Linked DNA regions of Oryctolagus cuniculus: region 2 is linked to region 1. The links are chromatin contacts, called in public Hi-C maps. All regions are on one chromosome and are shown on one strand. The core of a region is the stretch at or near the end of the contact, and the rest is flanking DNA. Distances in the headings are between cores, read along the strand shown.

Region 1 (6,355 bases), core at 3,300-5,799:
GAACCAGCATCCATATGGGATGTGGGTGCTGCAGGAGGAGAATTAACCTACGCCAGCCCCAAGATGATACATTTTTGTTATGTGCCTTTTGCCACAGTTAGAATAAATGGGGGTTGGGCAGCACTGTGGTGAAGCTGGTCAAGCCATCATCTGCAGCACCGGCATCCCATATAAGTACAGGTTCAAGTTCTGACTGTTCCACTTATGATCCAGCTCCCTGCTAATGTGCTTGGGAAAGCAGTGGAGGATGGCCCAAGTGCTTGGGCCCAGGCACCCACATGGGAGACCTGGAAGAAGCTCCTGTCTCCTGGCTTTGGATCTGCCCATCTACCCAGCTCCAGCTGTTGCAGCCATTTGGGGAGTGAACCAGCAGATGGAAGCGCGCTCTCTCTCTCTCTCCACTCTCTCTGTCACTCTGCTTTTCAAATAAATAAATCTTAAAAATAATAATTTAAAAAAGAATAAGAACTAGAGGTATTTGGCCTGGTAGTTAAGCTGATGGTTAGAACACCTGAGTCTCATATCAGAGTGCCTAGGTTTGATAGTCATCTAGGGTTCCTGAGTCCAGCCCCCTGCCAACACAGACCCCGGGGAGAAAGTGGTAACAGTTCAGGTAATAGGGTCTCCACCACCATGGGGGGAGACCTGGATGGCGCTCCTGGCTCCTGGCTGCTGTGGGCATTTGGGGAGTGAATAAGTAAAACATCCACCCACTTAAACAAGCAAGATCAGGGAAGATGGTGATGGCAGGGTTCGGAAGACCCAGGTGTCAAAGATGGCAAAAGACAATAAAACAGCCTTTGGCCTCAGGAGCTTCTTTGCTCCAGCAGACGCGTTAATAATCACAGCTCCTGCGGTAGCGACTGCAGCTTTCTGCCACAAAGCTAGAGTAGGGACCAAGCCTGCACTATGCAAATGGCCTCAAAATAAACCTTCAATGTCTGCAGTTCCCAGAGACAAACGTTTCAAGACATAATTGTGGGTTTGGATTTCTTAAAGCAAGCCTCAGAATACACGCTGCCAGAGAAACAGTGATGGGCAATAAAATCTACAGGTGCGTACACTGCTTCCCCTCCACTCTGGCGCGCAACCTCGGCCAGACAGCAGTGCGGGAGGGCGCTGGGCAGGCGAGGGAGCAGGTTTTCTTGGTCATCTGCCCACTTGTCCCAGGATATAAAATCCCTTTGTTGTCTTGTAATTCTTGGTATGCCTGGAAACCATCGCTACTGAGATCTCACTCTTGAAGCTTCACTTTCTTTGAAGTAGTAAACAAGTCATAAAAATCATTTATGTCCTGACCGAGGGTCCCTCCCCCCGCCTCCCCTCAGTCACACAAGGTTTTATAAATAGTGAAACCCTGTTTATAGATTTTCCTTGGGTTTTGTTGGTAATATATTACCCGATTGTTCTTCCAAATAAGTCCAAACCGTTCTTCACGGAAAGGACAGAAAACAGAAATCCGCCTTTTCCTGGCATTTTTTCCCATCCACATAGGCTGTTCTGGAAGCACGGTGGATTGCACTCTCACCACGGACTGTAGGACCTGCAGGTGAACTCTGCTTTGCTGAAATGTCAGAACAATGGGGGCTTCTATTATTTGAGTTCTTAAGATCTCATCAGTTGTCCCCCAGCGTGCACAAGGTCTCCACCTCCCCTCTCTTCAATAATGAGGGCAACCTAACAACCCCGCTAGGTCGCTTGAGTTTCTTCTCTGGTCTAAGATGCCACCACTAACCCAGTCTTTCCTAGGGGATCTTGGAAGGGTCCCTCATCACTCAAGCCTACAAATCAATGGCAGATACGATTTAATAGGAGCTCATTCATTCAAAAACAGCAGAGTGCCTACTATGTGATAGGCACTGTCTAGATGCTGGGAAGCCAATACAAGCCAGAGAAGGATCCCCTCCTAGAACTCCTAGAGGCTGGCGCCGCGGCTCACTAGGCTAATCCTCTGCCTTGCGGCGCCAGCACACCGGGTTCTAGTCCCGGTCGGGGTGCCGGATTCTGTCCCGGTTACCCCTCTTCCAGGCCAGCTCTCTGCTGTGGCCAGGGAGTGCAGTGGAGGATGGCCCAAGTGCTTGGGCCCTGCACCCCATGGGAGACCAGGAGAAGCACCTGGCTCCTGCCATCCGCAGCGGCCATTGGAAGGTGAACCAACGGTAAGGGAAGACCTTTCTCTCTCTCTCTCTCATTGTCCACTCTGCCTGTCAAAAAAACAAAACAACTCCTAGAAATGTTTTGTTTCTTATCCCAGAGATTTCTGACCTCAACAATGGACAAAGTCCTGGTTTGGCTTGAAGATAGGAGCAGCAGTCTCTGAGTTTGGGAGGGAGCCACACTTCGCTGGGTTGGGGGGGGGGGTCCCCCAGGATCCTGAAGTCATACAACATAACCCACCTTCTCCGAAGTGAGGCCTGGCTGGAGACATCAAGGACCGGCTTAATCGTCACTTTCCTTGGGGTTTGTCAGGCTCAGCAAAAGGGGGTTTGGTTCTGTCACAGGCAAGAGTGGAGAAGGGCACAGGGCCCAAGACCACCGCTCAACTATTGCTCAGGAAGATATCGCCCCCTCGTGGTTCCTCCTCTAACTGAGGGAGGAGCAGGCCGCGGACAGGGCTGCCAGCCCAGGCCAACACATCAGAAGGCAGACACAGCTTCCGGACTCCCCGTAGCCTCGCCCCTCGGAACATCTTCAGCTGCGGCTTCAACAGCCTCCTCCTAGGTTATTCTCATCGATGTGCAATGCACCTTCATTCCCAGAGAGATCGGTGACACCGTGGCAGCAGTTAGAGAAAAACTTTTTTTTTTCCCGGATAGAAAACTTTTCTTTCAAAATCTGCAGACCTCAAAGAACAAACCCGGTACATACCATGGTATTTCAAAAAAGCTCATGGAAAGATGGAATGAAAATATACATTTACCAGGCTGCAAAAAATTGGGGGGGGGGTTGGAAATTCATGCATAGTTTTTTTTCATAGTAAGCATTTTCCATGAACTTTGTGAAACTCTCTTGTAAATCCAAGAAGATTATTGAATGGCCCTTCCTGATCCCCTTAAAGCAAAAGATGTTTGTGCTCTGCCAGGATGTTGTTGCTTTGGAGTTGTTCCTGGTATCTGGTCTCCACAACTCCATTTTCAGCTCCCTACAGGCAGGGTCTTATCTTCTGCTGTCACCCCCACCCCCACCAGCACTCAAAGCTGTATAAGCTCTGGAGGGGGGAGGGGAGGCAAGATAAAGGGCAGGCCAGTCAATAAATAGAAACTGTGATAGGTGCTGTGCAGGAAGGAATTCCTGGGAGCGGGAGGCGGCGCTGAACGAACTAGTTGCGAGTTGTAAGGTTATACATTTGTAGCAGTCAAGTTTAGACGCATAACTGGACCCATAAGACAAAAGGCTCCAGGCCCAGAAGAAATGGAAATTTTCTTCATAATGATGTTAGCATCCATGTTGTAAGCCTACAGCGGGCAGGAGGGTGTGAGGCGTGCCCCCCACACTCCGGGGTAACTGCACCCATTTCACGGACGAGAAAATAAAGTAGGCAGTCCCCCAGAGGCGCGGCGGGAACACTAGGCGGGCGCCTCGCTTTGCCCGAATGCCTTGACCCTCCAGGGCTGCCTGCCAAGACTCGTTTAGAAAAGTGCCCACTGTGTGCCGGGGGGCTCATTTAAACAGCCGCGGGATTAGCCGGATAAACAGGGCTCGGTCTCCTTTGCCAGGAAGGCGCTCCCCAAAGAGAGGCCAGGTGAACAATCAACTCCAGAGCGGGCCGGCGGGGGGCTCGCGGGGGGCTCACGGGGGCCCGGCTGTCCCCGGCGTTCCTCCGTCCCGGGCCTCCAAGCCCTCGCCCCGAGGGCGCGACCCGCGTCTCAGCCCCTACCGGCGAGGAGCCCGGGGGCGCGCAGCTCCCTCGTGGAAAGCAGGCAAACAAAAGTGGCACATCCCAGCCCCCGGTCCGCGCACGGCCAGGGCCCGGCTCCCCGAAGCCCCCTCTCCGAGCCGGGGCGCGGGGGACGCCGCGTGCGCCCGGGGACCCGGCTCTCCAGCCTCCCTTGCTCAGCCCGCCCGGCCCTCGCTCTGCCGTCGAGCCGGGGCCGGGGTCGGCCGCTTCCGCTCCGCGCCGCCGCCCCTCCCCGGCGCGCGCCATCCGGCCCGGGCCGCGCCGACTCCGCGGCCCCTCCTCCCGCCGGGGGGCTTCGGCGGCCCCCGTCCCGTCCCTGCGGGCTGACGGCGGCAGCCCACGTCCAGGGAGGGCGGAGGGAGGCGGAGAGGGAGGGGAGAGCGGAGAGGGGAGGGAGGGAGGCGAGAGAAAGGAGCTGCAGCGGACTCGGACTTCCCAAAGCCGGCCAGGAGCGCGCAGCCAGCGGCTCTCCGCGTCCCAGCGTCCCAGCCGCGGCCGGCGCCTCCTCCTCCTCCTCCTCCTCTCCGGCCGCCCCATCCCTTCCTTCCAGCCTCGCTCTGCTCCGGCAGCGGCAGCCCCCAGCCCCAGCTCTCCGCGCTCACTCCTGGGACGCGCGCCCTCGCCCCATCCTCTCTTCCTCCCTCCCTCCCTTCCTTCCTTCCCTCGCGCCCGCCCTCCCGCCCCAGGTCTCCCTCCCGGTCGCGATTGTCTCCGCGCCCCGCTCGGCCGGCCCGCGCCCGCGCCCTGCCCGCACTTCCTCCCCGAGTCGCCCGCCGCCGTCGTCTGCGCGCCGCGGGAGCCCAGCCCGAGCCTTCGCAGCCCCGCGGCGCCCGCCCGAGGCAGCCCCGGCGCCCCGGGGAAGGCAGAAGCGGGCGAGCGCGCCCTCGCCCAGCCCCGCGCCCCAGCCCTGCCCGGCGACGAAGGACCGGGAAGATGAACAACGGCGGCAAAGCCGAGAAGGAGAACACCCCGAGCGAGGCCAACCTCCAGGAGGAAGAGGTAGCGGTGGCCCGGGCGGGCGGCGGGGCGCGTCCGGGGGCCGGCGCGCCGTGGCCCCGGCTGGGTGCGTCTCCAGGGCGCGGGTTCTGGGGGTGTCCGCGCACCCTGCGCTGCGTGACTTGCAGAACTTTGCGGAGACACCCTCCAAGTAGAATGCTCGGCTTTGTGTGCCCGGGATTTTAAAAGCGGAATCGAGAGCTGACTCCTGGGTGACCTCAGGTTACTGGGACCCGAGGGTCAGGGCTTCTCTGAGCGCCAGGGGCTGGAAGCCGGCGGGAGGGAGTGCGTGTGTCTGTGTGCGTGCGTGCGGGCGGCTTTGGGAAGGAGTTGGGGAGAAGCTCTGTTAGGGGCTGGCGCTGGCGCCGGTGTGAAAAGTTCTTGGCCAAGTCTCTCCGGAGCCGGGGCGTGTGTGGATTCATCGATAACTCGCCGCCCGCGAGGCGGGAACCCCCGAACCCCGGGCTGTGGTAGACTTCGGGGGCGGGGTGTGGATGTGGGGAGCAGAATGAGAGGGGCCGAAAGCGTCGCTCCCGGAATGCTGGCCAGGACGCTGCGGTAGGACTTTGATTTGGGTTGTGCGTCCGGGATCCTGGAGGGGAGACAGCTTGCAGTTGGGGGGCACTTGCCTTTGGCAAACGCGAAGCCGAGGAAGTGTGGGGAAGGGGTGTGCGGGACGCACGTTCCAGAACTCCGTAGTTAGGGGATGATTGTGGGGTTTCTCAAATGACTGTTCCCGCAGCCCCAGAAACAGTGCCTCCGCTCACTTGCTGAGTTCCCTCGAAGTTGGGGCTCTCAGCCTTCCGCCAAGAGCTCGCGCGCGTGTGTGCGGGAGCCAGAGAGCGTGCGGTGCGCGCGGGCGGCGAGGCGGTGCCGCAGCGCCGGGCCCGAGAGTTGGAAGTGGACCTCGTGCAGGAATCCCTCAGCCCTTTTAAGTCGTCCACGTGTAAAATTGGAGCTATTTAATTAAATAGGAGAGACAGGCGAAGACCATGCAAAACAATGCAAAAGGTAGCGCCGTGGAGCAGCGTTGTCACCTGGGTGAGTTAGTAAGCTGAGAATTGGCTCCTGGAGGAAATCGCCTGTTTTATGACAAAGCTTTATTTTGAAAAGCTGTTTGCCCCTTCTTGTTTGGTGCCTGCAAATGTAGGACTACTCGTGACAGTGCTTTTAAAAAGACACCAAGGCTGGAATTCCAAATTCCACTTTCTGGCTTCTCTACTGTTTAGTTTATTTTCCCTGTCCTTTAAAAACTGAAAAATGATGGCAAATTTGCATTTTCAGGAATTGGCATGTGCAGCTAATTCACTTAACCCGTCAAGAGAATCATTGCTTCAGAAACCTTTCTGTTCCACTTAGAGTGGCAATCTGGCCGCTCCTAAGTGTGAGAGTGTATCTTGTGAAACAATCTTTCTCTGTTAACCAGTTGAGGAAACTTGTAGTTAAGAGAAAGTTCATCAG
Region 2 (6,248 bases), core at 3,383-5,882, 180 kb after region 1:
TGCACTACAGCTGTCATAGCCTTTTACCTCACCCAGCCATACCCGTTCCCACTTGCCTCCAAATGGAGCAGACCCAGCAGGAACAGGCAGAGGCGAGAACCTGACTTTAGCCTGGACTTTCTGGTAGATGTTTTTAGACACCCAGAGCTGCTAACAGACTCTACCATCGTGGAACACAACTAGGCTCCGATGGTGGTATTCTACAGACTGCATCCTCCTCGCGAGTCACCAGATGACACCATCCCAACACTGCAGCAGGGGGCATATGGAGGAGCTGCCTTATGTGCAGTAGGCAAAGGGGCTGAGCCTGAACAAAAGAAAATGCAAATAAGTGAGAGAAAGCTAAAGTGTCACAAATGAGCAAGGGGACAGCGCTGTGGTGCAGCTGGTTAAGCCCCAGCCCACAGTGCTGGCATCCCATATTGGCCCAAGTCCCAGCTACTCCACTTCCGATCCAGCCCCTGCTAATGTGCCTGGGAAAGCATCGGCCTGGCCCAGCCCTCACCATTGCAGCCATTTGGGAAGTGAACCAGCATATGGAAGAGCTCTGTCTCTCCTTCTCTAACGCTACCTTTCAAATAAATAAAATAAATCCTTAAAAAAAAAAAAAAAGCAAGAGACATTTCCTTCATCAGTCCAGTCTGAATTCCTGGTAGGCTCAGGCTTAGTGAGAAGTCACTAAGGATATCACAAGTGGCAGGAAAGCATCTCATCTTAGAACCTGAGATGAAGGTCTTGATGTCTATCTCTGCAAAGTAAGAGAAGGATTTGAGATACCCAGAATGCATTTCTAGATCTACCCATAAAACAGGATATAGTGTGTAGACCACAGAAGTAGACATCTTGGGGCACGCATTCAGCCGATCGGTTAAGATGCCCACATCCCATACTAGAGCACCCGGGCTTACTACTTCACTTCAGCCCCTGACTCTAGCTTCCTGCTAATGCTAACCATGGGGTGCAGTGCTGATGGAATGCCGTAAGTGGTTAAGCCTGCCACCCACAGAGGTGACCTGGATTGAGTTCCTGGCTTTTGCCCAGCTCAGCTTCTCAGTGGATGGAAGCATGTGTTCACACACTCAGTCTCCCCCAAATAATAAAAAATTTTAAAAACTTTTTTTTAAAGTAGGCATCTGATGATATACCAGCTTTTTTCTTTTTTTGAGGAAAACTCACTTTTATGCCATAATATATTATAATATATTAGAGCTCCTTACTAACAAAAAACTTCTGGAATACAGCAAGAGATGTTGAATTTCCTTTGTTCTAAATTAACATAAGCACCTCAGTTTTACAACATCTCCTGCCATGGTTTGGGACTGGGCAATAGGAAGCAGGTAAATCAGATAGATGACACTGTAAACAGGTAAGAACTAAGACAGCAAAACAAGGTTCCTTGTCTGCACAAAGCACCTACCATCACACCACCTTTTTTAACAGAGAAAAAAAGGAAGCCCATCTGCTATTTTATTCCCTAAATCCCTACAATGGCCAGGCAGGGCCAGGTCAAAGCCAGGAGCTGAGAACTCACTCTAAGTCCCATGTGAGCTGGCACAAACCCAACATCCTTAGGCCACTACATCACTGACTCTCAGGGTCTGCACTGACAGGAAGCTGGAGCCAGGAACTGAACCCAATACTCCAATATGCAGTGTAGGCACCCCAAAGGGAATCTTAACTACTTTCTGAAACATGAGATTTTGTCTTTACACTTCACTACAACTTAGTCTGTGACATGGGATCTGAGATAATCAATGAAAAGATCTCAGCAAATCATCTGAAAATGGTTTGCCACAGAAGGCAGGAACGATCCCATCAATTTCCTGTAAGTCACCCTAACTCCTGAGAACCCATACAGCCTTGATATTGCTCACAAGCGGGGAAGTGCCAGGGGAACAGGGGGCTCTCCACCAGAAGAAAGAGGCTAAACTTTTAAAAGAAAACATGAACAAGGACATTTAGTGCATCTTTATTGCTTAACTTGCTACAGGAGAAACACCTTGTGTTCTGACTATGAGACCCACATGCTCAGCACACAGTGCAGAGTTCCATCTTCACAAACCCCAGACAGGCGCCCTGGAAGCCAGGCCGGCACTGCTGCCTGCCATTTCCAGAAATCAAAGGAAACAAGCTGAATTCACTAACATCTTTAAAATCCTTCTACAATTATTTTATTATAAATATGTTCTTTCGGAATAAACAAATATCGCATTCAAGACTACCTGTCAATCTGCTCTAAAGTAATAAACAAGGGAAAATGGAACCAGGAACCTTGTAGAAGCAGACAAACAGCAAAGACACCTGCATGCCACGCACAGTGCCTTCCCCCTAAAACGTAACTGGAGGTTACAGGGAACATCACATTTCTCGTTAGCCTGCCCAGTGAGCTTGAGTGTGAGGCTGGTAATTTGCACCTGTTCTGTAAACTGAGCTGCTCCTCTCCTCAGCCCTAGGAAGCAGAATGGAGGACAGTGAGTCTTCGGAGCCCAAGCATTGACCAGAACAACCTTGATGTGTATCGGTCCTCTGTTCAAGGACAAACCTGTCCCTATTTGCCAGGAGTAATGTCAGAGTAATCCTTCAGCACGCCGGCCAAGTGCTCATTATGAGTCTTAAATCGTCGCTTTTTCTGCGAAGCAGGCTTTTTCCTTCTCTGAATGGGTGCCTAAAGGAAAAGGTAAGAATAGTTAGAAACAAGCAGCTACTCCAAAGGGTACGATGGTCAGGGTTTCCTAAGCATAGAACCCAACAGCAGAGGAGGAAGGGTCTGGAACTTTCTCCCTGCCCTGGAGCCCAGCATCCCATATGCCAATGCACAGCCCACAACCCAACCTGAGCCAGACCCGGGATTTTTGTTCAAGAGATGCGATGCAAACCTCCCTAGGAATGAGCAGGCTGGCACAAAAACCTTCCTGCAGGCACCAAGTCAGTAAGAGAGAGTCAGTGAAACTGTCATTTGTCTGTTATCGGGCTTACAAATAAATCCACTATCACCACTTAAAAAAAAATCAAATATGATAAGATCCTGATATGGCAAACTTGGGTGATGGGTGGACACACAAGGGCTTTTAATGTTATTCTCCATTCTTTTCTGTATATTAGAAACGTTAACATCAATCACATAATAAAAAGAAATCAACAGCCAGCCCAGCAAAATGGCGCCATCCGCGTTACTGTGCCCTCTCTCATGGCTGCTGGCCCCGCCACGCTCCCCAGCATTCTTCAGCATGGTCAAAATTCTACGTGCAGGAGGGGCCAAATGACAAACCTGACCGGTTGAACACTGGGCTGCCCTTGGGCACCACCGTGTTCCTGTGGATCTACCTCATCAATGTTAACAAAGTTTTTTTTTTTTAGTATAGAAAAAAAAATGGATTGGAATAAACTTTTTAAATTCCAGTATCAGAGTATACTGCATATGGTGTTTAGCTTTTCCTCTCGATTATTCTGTTGAATTGTTAATGTGAGAGAAAAAATTATATATGAATATGTCAAGTCAGCATTAGTGTTCTGCATCATTAAATGAAAAAAAAATTGTTAAGTCCACAAATTAAGCAGTGATCGGAACTCATGAAGGGCTGCAATGACACTGCTTCTTGGAGAAATTACCGGCAGTCAATCTTCCATTTCTGAGTTCTGAATGCTCACTGAATAACACACACCCCACAAAGCCACAGACAAGCTACAAAGTACGATGGGGGCCTAGGGCCTGAGGAGAGAGGCAGAGTAGCCACAGTCAAGGGTGCTGGTGGGTTATTCTCCAAGCTGGCTTTGTTCCTGGACTACATAGAGCCTGCAGTTAGCTGGCACAAGACGATTTTCGAGTTGTCATTTGGTTACTAAGGTCTCTGATGAGCAGGACTTAGGCGCTATAAAGACCAAAATATGATTCCCGAGAGACTCAAAGATCAACAGGGACAATTCAGTGTGATCAAGGCCATGACAGAGCCGGGAACCAAGACCATGAGGCTCAGGGAGCAAGGGGGAGGGGAGCACAACTGAGGTCTTGAAGCCCAAGCAGATGAAGAGCAGGCTCCTCACAGAAGGCAGGGGACGCGTGCTGAGGGTAGGAGGGGAAACAGTGGACGATGCTGGGGCCTACAAACAGCAGGGGATGCTGCAGGGAGGCCGGGCCTGAGGGGCAGCAGCCAGGGGCATGTCCACGGGTCTGCAAGGCAGACATGTGCTGAATGGCATCTGAGCAAATCGCAGGACAGAGACAACTACAGGAAGCAGGGTAACAATGCAGAGGAGGAAGGTTGGATGGCTTTTCCAGAGATTACACACCACTTTCTTTGGTCCAGATTCCTGCATGGAAGAAATACCCTGTCGCTTCAGATATTCTTCAATTTTCTCCTCATCCATTGAATCCACAGTGACACTCCTCCAGAGTTTCTGAAATTCTGTACCAACAAGAGAATAGTTATTTTACAATCCATTTTTACAAATGATTACATTGAAGTGATCAAAATCCAGGCTTCATTATTATCTCTTTTGGGTCTAAATTAGCACATCTGAGATTTCATTAGAAAAACAAAGAGGCAAGGCAAGAACATTCCAGAGCTGGACACTGAGCAGCAGAAGGGCCTGGGAACAGAGCAGCACCAGCGCAGACCACGTCATTGCCATCTATTTTTAGAGGCCAGTAAGGGAGGGCGATGTGCCTGAGGCCTCCCTGCTTTCCTGGGGAGGAAAGGCAGTCAGCACTCTCCTTTTATTCTTTTCCTTTTGGGCAAACAGTTCAGTTCAACTGAGCTCAGTTTACTCCATTTCCTCTCCCACTAATAACAATTATTGAAACAGAGGGAGACAGAACAAAGTTTTATATGGAAGTGAGACACTTCAACAGTTTGGGAAAAACAGTTGAAATCAGTCTGGGGACTGGAGACTGGGAGGACATGACAGTGGAAAGGGGAGAAAGCGGAGGAAAACAGCCTCACCCTCCACTCCCATAAAACAAAGGAGGAGGGCTGCCACCTGGCCTACATCTTCTCCTTGGACACCCACGGCCCCTCCGTCAACGTCACCTTTTTTTAACCAAAAGAGATCATGTCCAATTGGAACATGTCCAAAATAAGCTCCTAAAGACAGATCCCAGGACTGGGTTCCTCCCTCCCGCCTTCTCTGTTTTCTCTGCCTCCCAGGGCTACATTAGCAGGAAGCTGGAATCACGAATGGAGTCAGGACTCAAGTCCAGGCACTTGGAAACAGCAAGCAGCATCTTAACCATTACGGCAAATGCCTGCCCAGCATCTACTTTCTAGCACAAAACCATTTTTGTGATAACAAAATCTAAGACCTAGGGACTCTTTGATGGAAAACAGAAGAGGTGGGGGGAGAATGCTCCCTGAGCACAGAGGCGGTTTACTGAGCCTCCTGTTCCTAACAGCCGTGCATCCACCACGCCCCTGCCCTTCCTACCAGAGACCCTCACCAGTGCCGCTCCTCCTCTCCTCCCTTCCTTCCTCCTGTGCCATTAATTTTCCCTTAGGTTGTGACCACTGTCCCAGAAGAAACCATAAGGAAGCTGCCATCCAATTCTGCATTGGGCCACATTTTTTCCTTTTTCTCTCCTTTCTTCTTTTTTTAAGTATATATTGCATGAAGCAAATGATGCCTAAACAGTTGGAATGCTGGATACTGAAGAAATCTGTTTTCTGCAATACCCTCTGAGGGCTTTTGGTTGCTGATGTCCAAATACAAACATGGCATAACCTACTATGAAGAAGTCAATCTGGATACAAAGTTATTTAAATCCCATAAGAGTTTTCTAGTTTACAGACTTGTTGGGGTTTCATACCACACTGCCACTGAAACTTCAATTGCATACACTGTAGGCATCACTTAACTGAAGGCAATGGTTTGTTCTGCTTGCCTGACTCGCTCAGTCTCTTGAAGAATGGTAAGCCCCTTGAGAGCATGTCCACTCCTCAACCATCTGACTCTGACCCTGCACATATGAAACCCTGCAGTCTACTATGGCCTAGACACAGACTGTTTCCTCATTTTAAGATTTATTTGAAAGAGGGTGGAGTAGGAGGGAGAGAGAGATCTTCCATCTGCTAAGTCACTCCCCAAATAGTCTTAACAGCCAGGGCCAAGCCATGCTGAAGTCAGGAGCCTGAAACTCCACCCAAGTCTCCCAGGTAGGTGACAGGGGCCCAAGCACTTTGGCCATCTTCTGCTGCTTTCCCAAATATATCAGGGAGCTGGATAAGAAACAAAGCAACTGAAACTCAAACCAGCAT

What was found. Hi-C and Micro-C count contacts between places; a contact is called where the count stands out from the background.
Region 2: a contact with region 1 is called in a Hi-C map of psoas muscle, with 2.8 times the contacts expected there. The contact joins the enhancer-like site here to the promoter of RBPMS in region 1. A contact is called at or near these places in 2 of 6 Hi-C or Micro-C datasets (psoas muscle and an unstated tissue).

What each region holds. Positions count from the first base shown.
Region 1 is chr2:80,422,625-80,428,979 of mOryCun1.1, forward strand. RBPMS (RNA binding protein, mRNA processing factor) reads left to right here and starts at 4,550. Exons shown (of 8, transcript XR_007918162.2): 1 at 4,550-4,897. It overlaps LOC138848503 (collagen alpha-2(I) chain-like), which reads right to left and starts at 4,435. Exons shown (of 2, transcript XM_070068518.1): 1 at 1-4,435. The coding sequence starts at 4,435. The coding sequence ends at 3,665.
Region 2 is chr2:80,602,404-80,608,651 of mOryCun1.1, forward strand. GTF2E2 (general transcription factor IIE subunit 2) reads right to left here. Exons shown (of 8, transcript XM_070068516.1): 7 at 4,288-4,403; 8 at 1,954-2,665. The coding sequence ends at 2,549. Among named protein-coding and RNA genes, the nearest start is that of SMIM18, 56 kb to the right of the region's middle. Within about 2 kb of position 4,633, at least 5 of the 8 cell types and tissues checked have an H3K27ac peak or open chromatin away from gene starts, as enhancers often do.